Regions from separate parts of the Mus musculus genome. Here region 2 is linked to region 1. Evidence: chromatin contacts called from public HiChIP or PLAC-seq data. All regions are on one chromosome and are shown on one strand. Each heading gives the region's core, a stretch centred on a gene start, on an enhancer-like site or on the middle of the called end of the contact. The rest is flanking DNA. Distances are from core to core; before and after follow the strand shown. Region 1 holds the start of Hmx1 (H6 homeobox 1). Region 2 holds the start of Sh3tc1 (SH3 domain and tetratricopeptide repeats 1).

Region 1 (4,531 bases), core at 1,081-3,580:
TACCTCTCTGCTCTCCTCCGTGTAGGCTGAGCTTGGGGCCCCCAGGACCTGGGTGAGCACCCACAGGGCTAACTTGGGAGTTCCTGACACATACACACCCTGCTCCTGAGTGGTACCACCACTTGTAGTCCGTAGGATCCAGAGGCCAAGTAGTGTGGCTGTCACCCTCTTTCTAGTGCTCCCAAGCCAGTACCAGGAGATGTGGATGCCCTTTCCCCATTTCTGACCACCATCCCTTGCTGGTCTAGTACTGAGGCGCCACTCTGATGCACGGCTCCAGAGGGAGTGCTGGGTAAGACCAGGCAGGTCTCTCTCTGCCCAATGGAGTATGGGAGCAGCACTTATCCACGGTGTAAGGTGTAACCGGTGTAACCACAAGGGGCCAGGACCAAGGGCCAGGGCCCTAGGGCAGAGGGAATTACAACCCTGGTGCCTAAGAAGCCCAGCCTGGCTCCCCCATCCAGAGAGCAGAGAAATAAAATGGAAGCCACAGCACCCACCCAACAGGCTCCATTTTACAAGCAGGAAGGTACTGTTCACAAGGGGAGCCTGGAACTTGCAGAAGTTGGACGGTTCTCTCCATCACCATTTTTAGTAGGGCTCCTTTCTGGTCTGTTTCTTCATCACTTCAAAAAACAACCCCGAGCCCTGCAGTGATGCCTCATGCCTTTAATCCCAGCACTCAGGAGGCAGGGGCAAAAGGATCTCTGGGCTAACATAGATACCCTAACTCGGAAAAACGAAAAACCATATCAAAACAAAAACAAACCACCACCAACAACAAAACCAACCTGAATTGGCCGGCCCAGGGGTTGTGCCTGATTCCTACAAACAAATATCATTGCTAATTTCTCCCTCCCCGCCCCCACCTCTACCCAGGTCCCTGAGTATGTCTGAGCTGGGACACCCAGGAAGTAACAGCACTTGGGACACTCTGAGTCAAAGTTGGAGACACCCAACTTTGACTCAGAGCCCTCACCTATGAAATGTGGCTGCTTGCCAGCGATTCCTCTTGCCTTGCCCAATATGGCTCCAAAATCAAGTCCTATCGTGCACAAAACCCACTTCCCATCCAGGTTTCTAGCCAGGGTGCAGACCCCAAAGGTTCCTTAGCCTGGCGGCTCATCCATCCTTCTATATCCTCAAGAGCCACTTATAGTGGGAGGGAGGGGAAGCGCTCTCTTTTCACATTAGTTTTTCCCTTTGAAGTATAGGGTGACTCTATTTCCCTCTATTTCTCTTGTTGGGGAGATTAAACAAAGTGGGCTCCGGGCCTGCAGTTGCCTTCTCCTGGACAGTGGGACACACTTCTTTACGCACTGTCTGTGACCCGCACTGAGCAGCTAGATGGGCCTTCCGTGATAACCCGCATCCAGTGAAGCGTTCCGCTCAGTGACTAGGCTGTCCCCCTATTCCTGTTGGAAGTGGATCACAGCTCCGTTGGTCTCAGCGAAGTCTGGGTTACCCTCTGCGGCCTTGCTCCTGAAGCGGGGGAAGAAAATTCACTTTGTGCAGGGCAAGAGAGGCAGAAAGAGGAATTGTTCCTCAAGACCTGCAGTCCCGCACAGTGGCTAGGCACGAAGCTCTTACCAGCCTGAAAGAGAGTGAGAAGGCCGGGCAATGGAGGTGCCAGAGCAAATGTAATCTGTTCCTACCCAGCGTGACACCATGGGGCACCTTCGGGCTTGACTCTCTTTACACACCGAAACTGAGCCCGGGATATGAGAGCATTCCATCGCAGCGCGATGGCACCAAGAGCATATTTCGTTACGCGTAAGAGTTAAAACATGCTGCGTCTCTGCAAACTTGTTTTGGCAGAATCCCCGTTTTAAATTACACGCGAGGTCTTAAAAAAAAAGAAAAAGACTGCGGCCCAGTCGGCAATAGTCCTTACCCGCGCGCAAATACACAGTCACAGGGACTCACGCACAAACCGAGCGTTCTGCGGGTTCCGACACGCTCCCGGAGGGTGAGCAAGGCTCTCCTCGGATGCGATTGGCCAGTCTGGGCTTCACAGCGACCCTGTAGCCAATGGTCGACCTCCCAGCCGAGGCCCCGCCTTCTCCCACTCCCTGGCGCGGGTACCGGGGTGGGGGGCGCCGGAACGCATCTCGCGGGGTCGTACCCCCAGGACCACCGGGTCTCCTGCCCTGGGCCCTGCCACCACCTGCGCGCAGAGTCCGGCCGGGCAGCATCTCCGGCAATGGCTTCTCTCCGGGCTGCAGCGGGTCGTTGGGGCTGAGCCTACGAAACTCGCGCCGCCCCGCCCCCGGCACCGCCCCCTCCCCCTCCCGTGAGGCCAGCCGGGGCGGCGACCTGAACCGCTCGGAGAAACGCGAGGGAGGCTGCTGCGGGAACGGCCGTCCGCGCGCACCCGCTCCCGCCCAGCCCAGCCCGGCACAGAAGCCGACGCCCGCCTCGTGGAGCCCGACGCCCTCACTCCGGGCAGCGGCTCTCCAGGGCCAGGCCGCGCGTGCGCCAGGCGGCCGTTCGCCACTATCCAAACGGGGCCGGGAAGAGCAGCTGCGCCCCAGGCAACCAGGGACCCCCAGGATCCCAGCCTTGCCCGACGGGCCCGCGGCCGCGATGCCGGATGAGCTGACCGAGCCCGGGCGCGCCACACCAGCTCGCGCCTCCTCCTTCCTCATCGAGAACCTGCTAGCAGCCGAGGCCAAGGGCGCGGGGCGCTCAACCCAGGGCGATGGCGTCCGCGAGGAAGAGGAAGAGGACGACGACGACCCCGAGGACGAGGATCCGGAGCAGGCGCGACGACGACTACAGCGGCGGCGACAGCAGCGCGCGGGCAGCGGGCCGGGCGGGGAGGCGAGGGCCCGGGCACTGGGCCTAGGGCCCCGGCCGCCTCCTGGGCCCGGCCCGCCCTTCGCGCTCGGCTGCGGAGGTACAACGCGGTGGTACCCACGGGTGCACGGCGGCTACGGAGGTGGTCTAAGTCCTGACAGTGAGTGAGGTTGCGGGGAAGGGGTGGGCAATGGTCAGGGCTCTGCTCCCTCCCTATGCATTCTTTTGGTGACTTCGGGCTTAGTGAGCTCCTAGTCTTCCTGTGTACTGGGGCCTGGGTGGTATGAGATCCCCTTGGATGGGCAATTGTTGGAGACTGGGGATGGCACTGCATGTAGGAAGCTGCTAAGGCTAGGATCAGGCCCAAGAACACAAAATTCGGAGAGGAGAGTGAAATAGGCCTCGGAAAGATGAGAAGGGGAAAGAGTGTGTTTGGAGAAACATCGAAGGTGAAAGGGAAGTGAAGGAAGAGGAAAGGTGGCAGAGGAGGGGAGGCCGCGGGGGTCAAGCACTAAAATAAAAGGGGCAGAGCTGAGAGACCACAGCTATGGAGGCTGGATGGGAGGCCTTCTTCTATAGCAATTGCAACCCCAAAGTATCCTTTGCCCTCCCTGCTGCGCAGTAAGACCATGGGCTGGGCCTGAGCCTGCGTTGGGTCTTCTCAGGCCCAAAGGCTGAGGCTGGTAGGAGCCCACTCTGAAGGGTCCATCCCACCCCTCTCTTCTTTTCTTGCCCCTCCCCCTCTTTGGCCTTTGTTTCCTGCAGAGGGCTCAGAGAATGGGGGTGGGGGCTTCTCAGTCCCAGAACCCACTTACCCCTCTGGCCTGGACATCCTGACTCTGACTGCCTGTCTCCAGAGGGTCCAGACCTCAACCTCTCTTAGGACCTGCTCATTAGAGAGCAACCCTTGAGACTAGAAGGGTATTTCAACCTTCCTCACCCCAGCCCCTTGAGCCAGCCGGGTCCCTAAACACACAGACTTATATATAACTAAAGGGTGCCCACCCAGGCTCTGTGTATAAGCTTTGGGGTAGGAGGTGGCCTGGGGCCCGTTCTTTTCTATTAGGTACTCACCCCACTCCTGGTATGGAGTAGGACAAGTCTCCCAGCCCAGGTTTGGAATGCCTGCCTTCTTTACATAAGCTTAAACAGGGGTCAGTAGTATCCAGTGAGGAGGCTCTTGCAGGGCGCATTTTATTCTCCCTTTTAGTTGGGCCATCCTCACCTGTAGTCCAATAGTCACCACCACCCCCACCCCCACCCCACCCCGGCCTTTTGCCTTATTTCGTGCCATGCGGGTTAGAGTTCTCTGTTCCTGTTGAGTCAAGCGAGCAGGTGAGTCAGATTAGCACTTTATGGCAACACATGGACAGACCTCCGAGTGTAGGGGCTTTGGGTGTCTTTGTAGGACCTCCCCTATGGTCTGGCTGCATACACACCATCCTGCTAGGCGACATTGCATGGGCACTGAGGGGGATGCTTTCAAGGAAACCAGGCGGAGTTTAGCTGTAAGCACAAGTCCACTGTACTGAGGCATAACCTGGGCCAAAACCCACCTTGACCTCTGATCCATCGGTCAGGCAGAAGGACAGACCAGCCTGAATTGGTTTCATGGACCCAGATGTCTAGAGGAGAAGTGGGAGCCCACGGGAACTTATTTAACCTGGTGACATCCCTTGTACGCCCTGAATCTGGGACTTGGAGCATGAGCCCAAAGGTCCTCTGTGGGCAA
Region 2 (4,889 bases), core at 1,200-3,699, 340 kb after region 1:
CTGCCCCCCAAAAATTCACCATGCCCCACCCTCAGCGTCCTCACTCTTCTCTCTCTCTGCCACTTACAACTTCCAGGTCTCCCTACCAGCAGGCTGGCCAGTGTCTCTACAGAAGCTAAGCTAACCATCTCTGGGTTAGGGTGGGGGGCATTTAGGTCACAAAGACCTGGGGCTGGACTTAACCTGTTTCTGGAGAAATGGAAGTTCCCCGCTAAGGGAACTTACCACCTGCTCATTGAGAGCCCAAATGCTGCCACAGGGAGGAAGTAGGCACTGCCTTACTTGCATAGAGCCCCCTCCTCCTTGCACGGTCCTCCCTCCACGAGCTTGCTTGGCCGCTGGCTCCAGCAGCAGCCCAGCCCCAGGCAGTGTCCAGAAGCCTCAAAGGTACATTTGCTGAGTTCAAGCACCCCAAAGCGGCTGCCTGCAGAGTTTCTTTTCAGCCTTTGTCTTCTGCCCAGGTGGCAGAAGCATCAGGTGTCCCCATGTAAGCCACCCCAGGCTCTGACCTCCAACGCACATCTAGTTTACTGCTGGAACATGGAGACCCAGGGCCAATCTCAGTGGAGGGTGAAATGTTCTATGCCTCAGTTTACCCACCCATAAAATGAGAACAAAAACACCTCCTCGTAGGATGTTGGGAAGATCGAGCAGCTAGACAACATGCTGCTGGCTTACAGTATGGTAGGCTGGAAGGAGGAGCCTTTGTGGTTAGCCCTGCCTGTGTTCCAAAAGGTCTGGCCAGGGACCCACCAAGGTGCATCCCCAGCCTCTGCTTTTGCAGGGCTATTGAGACTTTGCCTGGAGGTGGCAGTATTCTCCAGTCACACTGACCAGGAACTTGAGAGTGGGGACTTGATTGGGAACAGGTGGTTTCAGATGAAGTTGACCTCCGTAGGGCGCGGTCCTGTTGGATGTTGGATTAGAGTGGTCCCAATTAGACTAGGTGGTTGTGCCAGATTAAAGTGATGTCTCTGCCTGGTGCCTGGGGTTTCTCCAGAGAACAAGACACACAGAAGAAGAGGACATATGACACAGAAGCAGGGGCCATTCAGGGACAAGCAGGGGCTGGAAGAAGTGGAAGAGACCCTGCCTTGGCAACTCTGGAGGCAGCACCCTTGTCTCTGACTTCTGGCTTTCAAACCCTAAGAGAACAAGTGTGTCGTAGTTTGTTATGGCAGCCATGAAACACAGTGATACCCTGAAGGCTTCTCTCAGGGAAAATGGGCTTCACGTGATTCTATGGACTAAAGAGACAGGCACTGTGCCTGACGCAAGAAGTTTCATGAAATCAACAACGTGTCATATAAAGGCGGCAGCACTGTACAGCATCTTCCTCAGTCTTGACCTTTAACCTCATCCCAGAGGGTGAGCCCTATCCCACCCCTATCACGGGTGTACAACCCAAGGTTTGGGCCAGCCAGGGTCATAGCAGCAGGGACTGTAAGTCAGGTGGTGGGAGTCTCATCCCTCAACCTGAACACAATTAACTTGGATTCTTGCCCCACCTGCAAGTGGCTATTCTTCATCCTAGGGTGAGGAAGGCAGAGAGGACAAGGAGCGAAAGGAGGCTCTGGAACCCTGGAACCCTGACGCAGCCTGCGCCTGTTGAGGTCTCCAGAGACAGTGGTCAGTGACTCTAGTCAAGCCATGCATTTCATTGGCTAGCATAAAGAAACCCAGAGTGACCTCAGAAAGGCCAGGTCACAGCCACGGGGGCGCCATGAAGCACCCATGCTAGTACAGGCGTGCTTGTCACAGCCTGGAATGAACCAAGGCTAGATAGAGTTCATCATTTGGGGCCCAGTGGCTTTTGAATTCTATGTTGCCACTCAATTCCCATGATCTGGTTGAGACCTCAAGGACACATTTGCAAAGAGTCAGTGTGAAGGCCAGGTCCGAAGTCACAATTAGCAGTCGGTCTCATCTGAGCAATCTCGGCCAGTTTAGCAGAGCCCCGGGGTGCTGAGTGCCAGTCTCCAACAGCTCACCCCAACCCGAAGCAAGCCAGAAGAAAGAGGAAGGTGGAATACTATTCTTAGATACAGTTGTGGCAAAGCCAGGCTCTCCCGATTACAGCACACTCACACAGCCCATACCCTCTGTTCATACTCCCTTACCTGTGATCAGTTCTTCAGACAGCTTCCTCCCAGGCTCAGGAATGCAGGTGCCAGGTGGCCACTACTGGCTCGGCTCCTTGCTGACTGGCCTACGGGCTGTCTCCAGCTGGCCTGGACAGGCAGAGTCCGCCCACAGCCGGCTGACTGCTCAGTACTGCCACCGCCCCCTGCTTCCTGCCCCACTTCCTCCCTGAGCCTAGGGGCCTGGAGACCCAAGGCAGGCTGAGGTGCTGCGGCAAGGACTCCAGTGGCCAGTTGATCATTAGCTCCTTGTGGACCAGAGCCAGGCCCTGTCCCTGCCTGCCCACTGCCAGCCCCGTGCTCTGTGGTAAAGGCCGGGGACACCCTTGGTGCTGAGATTGGGGAAGTCCACGGGAGGCCGGCTCTCTTGCCCTGCTAAACCCAGCCCAGCTCTCTGTTCCCTTTTCCCTTCTGCACACGTGCATACACATGCAATGCAGACATGTGGGTGGCCTTAGAGACATATACACAGACCTAGCACATATGTCTGCATGTGCACACACAAAATACACACGTTTTGCTTCTCACTCTGCCGCTGGCCTTATCTGAGCCCACTGACACCAACAGGGAGCATTCTGGGAGAAGAAAGGGTCCAGTCTCCTTCTCTGCTCACAAGTACCACAACCTTGAGCCAAGCCTGGGAGGGTTGGAGGGGACACACACTTTACCTTTCCACAGGCTGTAGCCTGACCTGAGAATGTCCCTGTGGCCCAGATTCAGGCCCGTCTCCTGTTCTTAGGCCCTTGCTGTGTCCACCGTGAAAGATGGAGCAGTTCTGCTTCCCACACTCACTAGGTGCTGTGGATACCTCCCGCCTGTCTCCATCTGTGAGGAGTTCTGGAGGTATAGGTGCATTGTGATCTCTCTCTCTCTCTTTCTCCCTCTCTCTCTCCCTCTCTCCCTCTCTCTCTCCTTCTCCCCAGAGAATGCAGGCCCCCCCAGATGCTAACCTTCCACCAGCCTTATTTTTCTGGAAGCTGTGTCAATAGAGGCCCCTGCAAGCCCACACCCATACATGGGTCTGGAGGCATTTCCTCTCCCGGCTATTGTCCCCACTGTGCGCCCAGAGCAGTATCCTGTTTGTCTCAGAAGCTGCTCTCTTGGCTCATGGCCAGGGGGATTTTCTGAGAGCCTCCCCCAATATATGCAGGGCACTCACTCCAGGGCCAACCAGCAGGGGCAAGTACATTTCTGGTCCAGGGCTCTTCAATAGGATCTTCCTAAAGACTGTAAAAAGCAGAGGCCACATGGTTCTGACTTTCCGAGGGCCACCCAAACCCCAGTCGGACTCAATTGAAATCCCTCTGGCAAGACCTGTCACTGTCCTGAGCCTCAGTTTCCCCTCTGCAAAAGACAGAGTTAGGAGGTATTCAGCTCTCATCGTTTTGACCTCTGACATGGCTGTAGTATGTTCAAATTGTCATTGCCACGATGTTAACTCTTTGGTTAGATCATGCCATAGGGCTTCGTGATAACCCAATGAAACTATCATCCAGGTGTCCCCAAAAGGCTTGATATCAAACAGACTTAGAGAGGCGTATTCCTGGGGCCCCACAACTCAGGCTGGCTCTGATACCAGGGTCCTCACTCCTTTATCCCCTCATTCTTTGCTGTCTGTATCTAGACAGAAACAAGTGGTCAGTGGTCAGTTGCTCCTCACCCTGCCCTACCTCTCCTTCCTCACGGGCTCCAGGAAAGGAAGCTGCATGGGGGCCTCTCTGACAAAGGCCAGCCTTCTGAGGCAGGTGCTCCCAGCCTGCCATTCAGGGTGCTCACAATCCAGGCCAATGAGGCCAGAGGTTCACACTGAATGAAGTCATGAGCCCAACTACTATTATGGACTATCCTTGTGGTTATAAAATGCAAGGGCAGGATGCATCTAAGACACAGGGTAGAGCCATCCCTGGGAGGCTAAGATGCTATTACACCACAACAGGAACAAAGAAAGGTTCCTGGCCTGGCTCCCTCAGTAGACTGTAGGCTTTGGGCTGGTACTCAGCATCCTTGTTATCCCCAGATATACTCTGAAACTGATTCCATCCCTCTGGATAGCATCCCCTGTGTGGCACACTCAAAAGACTCCTTGGGGACAAGTGTGACATTGGAGCATCCGCTCCAGGTCCTACCTATGGGAGAGCCCATATCCTGTCCACCAAGATCCAGCCATGGCTTGAAGCCCCAGGGTTGTGATAGCCCCCTGTACCGACTGGCACCAGGATGCGGTGACTGACCTGGGCAGTGATGGAAGGCCTCAGAGGGAAGGCCAGGAGGACAATAGAGATAGGATTTCCTCAGAGGGGAAATTCCTAGGCCAACTTTTGGAGAGAAACCAGACAACAATGGATTGTGAAGAATCTCCAAGGGGACAGATGAACTCAGAAGAAAAACAAAACAAAACAAAACAAAAAAAAAAGCACTTAAGCCAAGCGTGGTGGCTCATGCTTTTAATTCCAGTACTCAGGAGGAAGAGGCAGGTAGATCTCTGTGGGTTCAAAGCCAGCCTGGTCTACAAAGTGAGTCCAAGGCAGCCAGGGCTGGTTACACTGAGAAGCTCTGTCTCCAAAAACAAAACAAAACAAAACAAAACAAAACAAAACAAAACAAAACAAAACAAAACCAGAAAAAAAATCACACTTAACTCCAGCTGTATCCCAAAGGGCTGAGCCTCTTGCAGCTACCCACTCCCTAACATAGGCAGCTAGGCAAGGCTAAGCACCCTGCCCTGCAATTAATCTGCAACAGCCTATA

What was found. HiChIP or PLAC-seq counts read pairs in DNA pulled down with a chosen protein or histone mark.
Region 2: a contact with region 1 is called in an H3K4me3 HiChIP or PLAC-seq map of forebrain, with 5 times the contacts expected there. The contact joins the promoter of Sh3tc1 here to the promoter of Hmx1 in region 1. A contact is called at or near these places in 3 of 39 promoter capture datasets (the HPC-7 cell line, hippocampal neurons and liver), 2 of 484 Hi-C or Micro-C datasets (the HPC-7 cell line and nephron progenitors) and 1 of 115 datasets of contacts at active chromatin or transcription factors (forebrain).

What each region holds. Positions count from the first base shown.
Region 1 is chr5:35,386,531-35,391,061 of GRCm38.p6, forward strand. Hmx1 (H6 homeobox 1) reads left to right here and starts at 2,331. Exons shown (of 2, transcript NM_010445.4): 1 at 2,331-2,959. The coding sequence starts at 2,587. It overlaps E130018O15Rik (RIKEN cDNA E130018O15 gene), which reads right to left and starts at 1,946. Exons shown (of 2, transcript NR_152157.1): 1 at 1,895-1,946.
Region 2 is chr5:35,726,827-35,731,715 of GRCm38.p6, forward strand. It overlaps Sh3tc1 (SH3 domain and tetratricopeptide repeats 1), which reads right to left and starts at 2,450. Exons shown (of 18, transcript NM_194344.2): 1 at 2,121-2,450.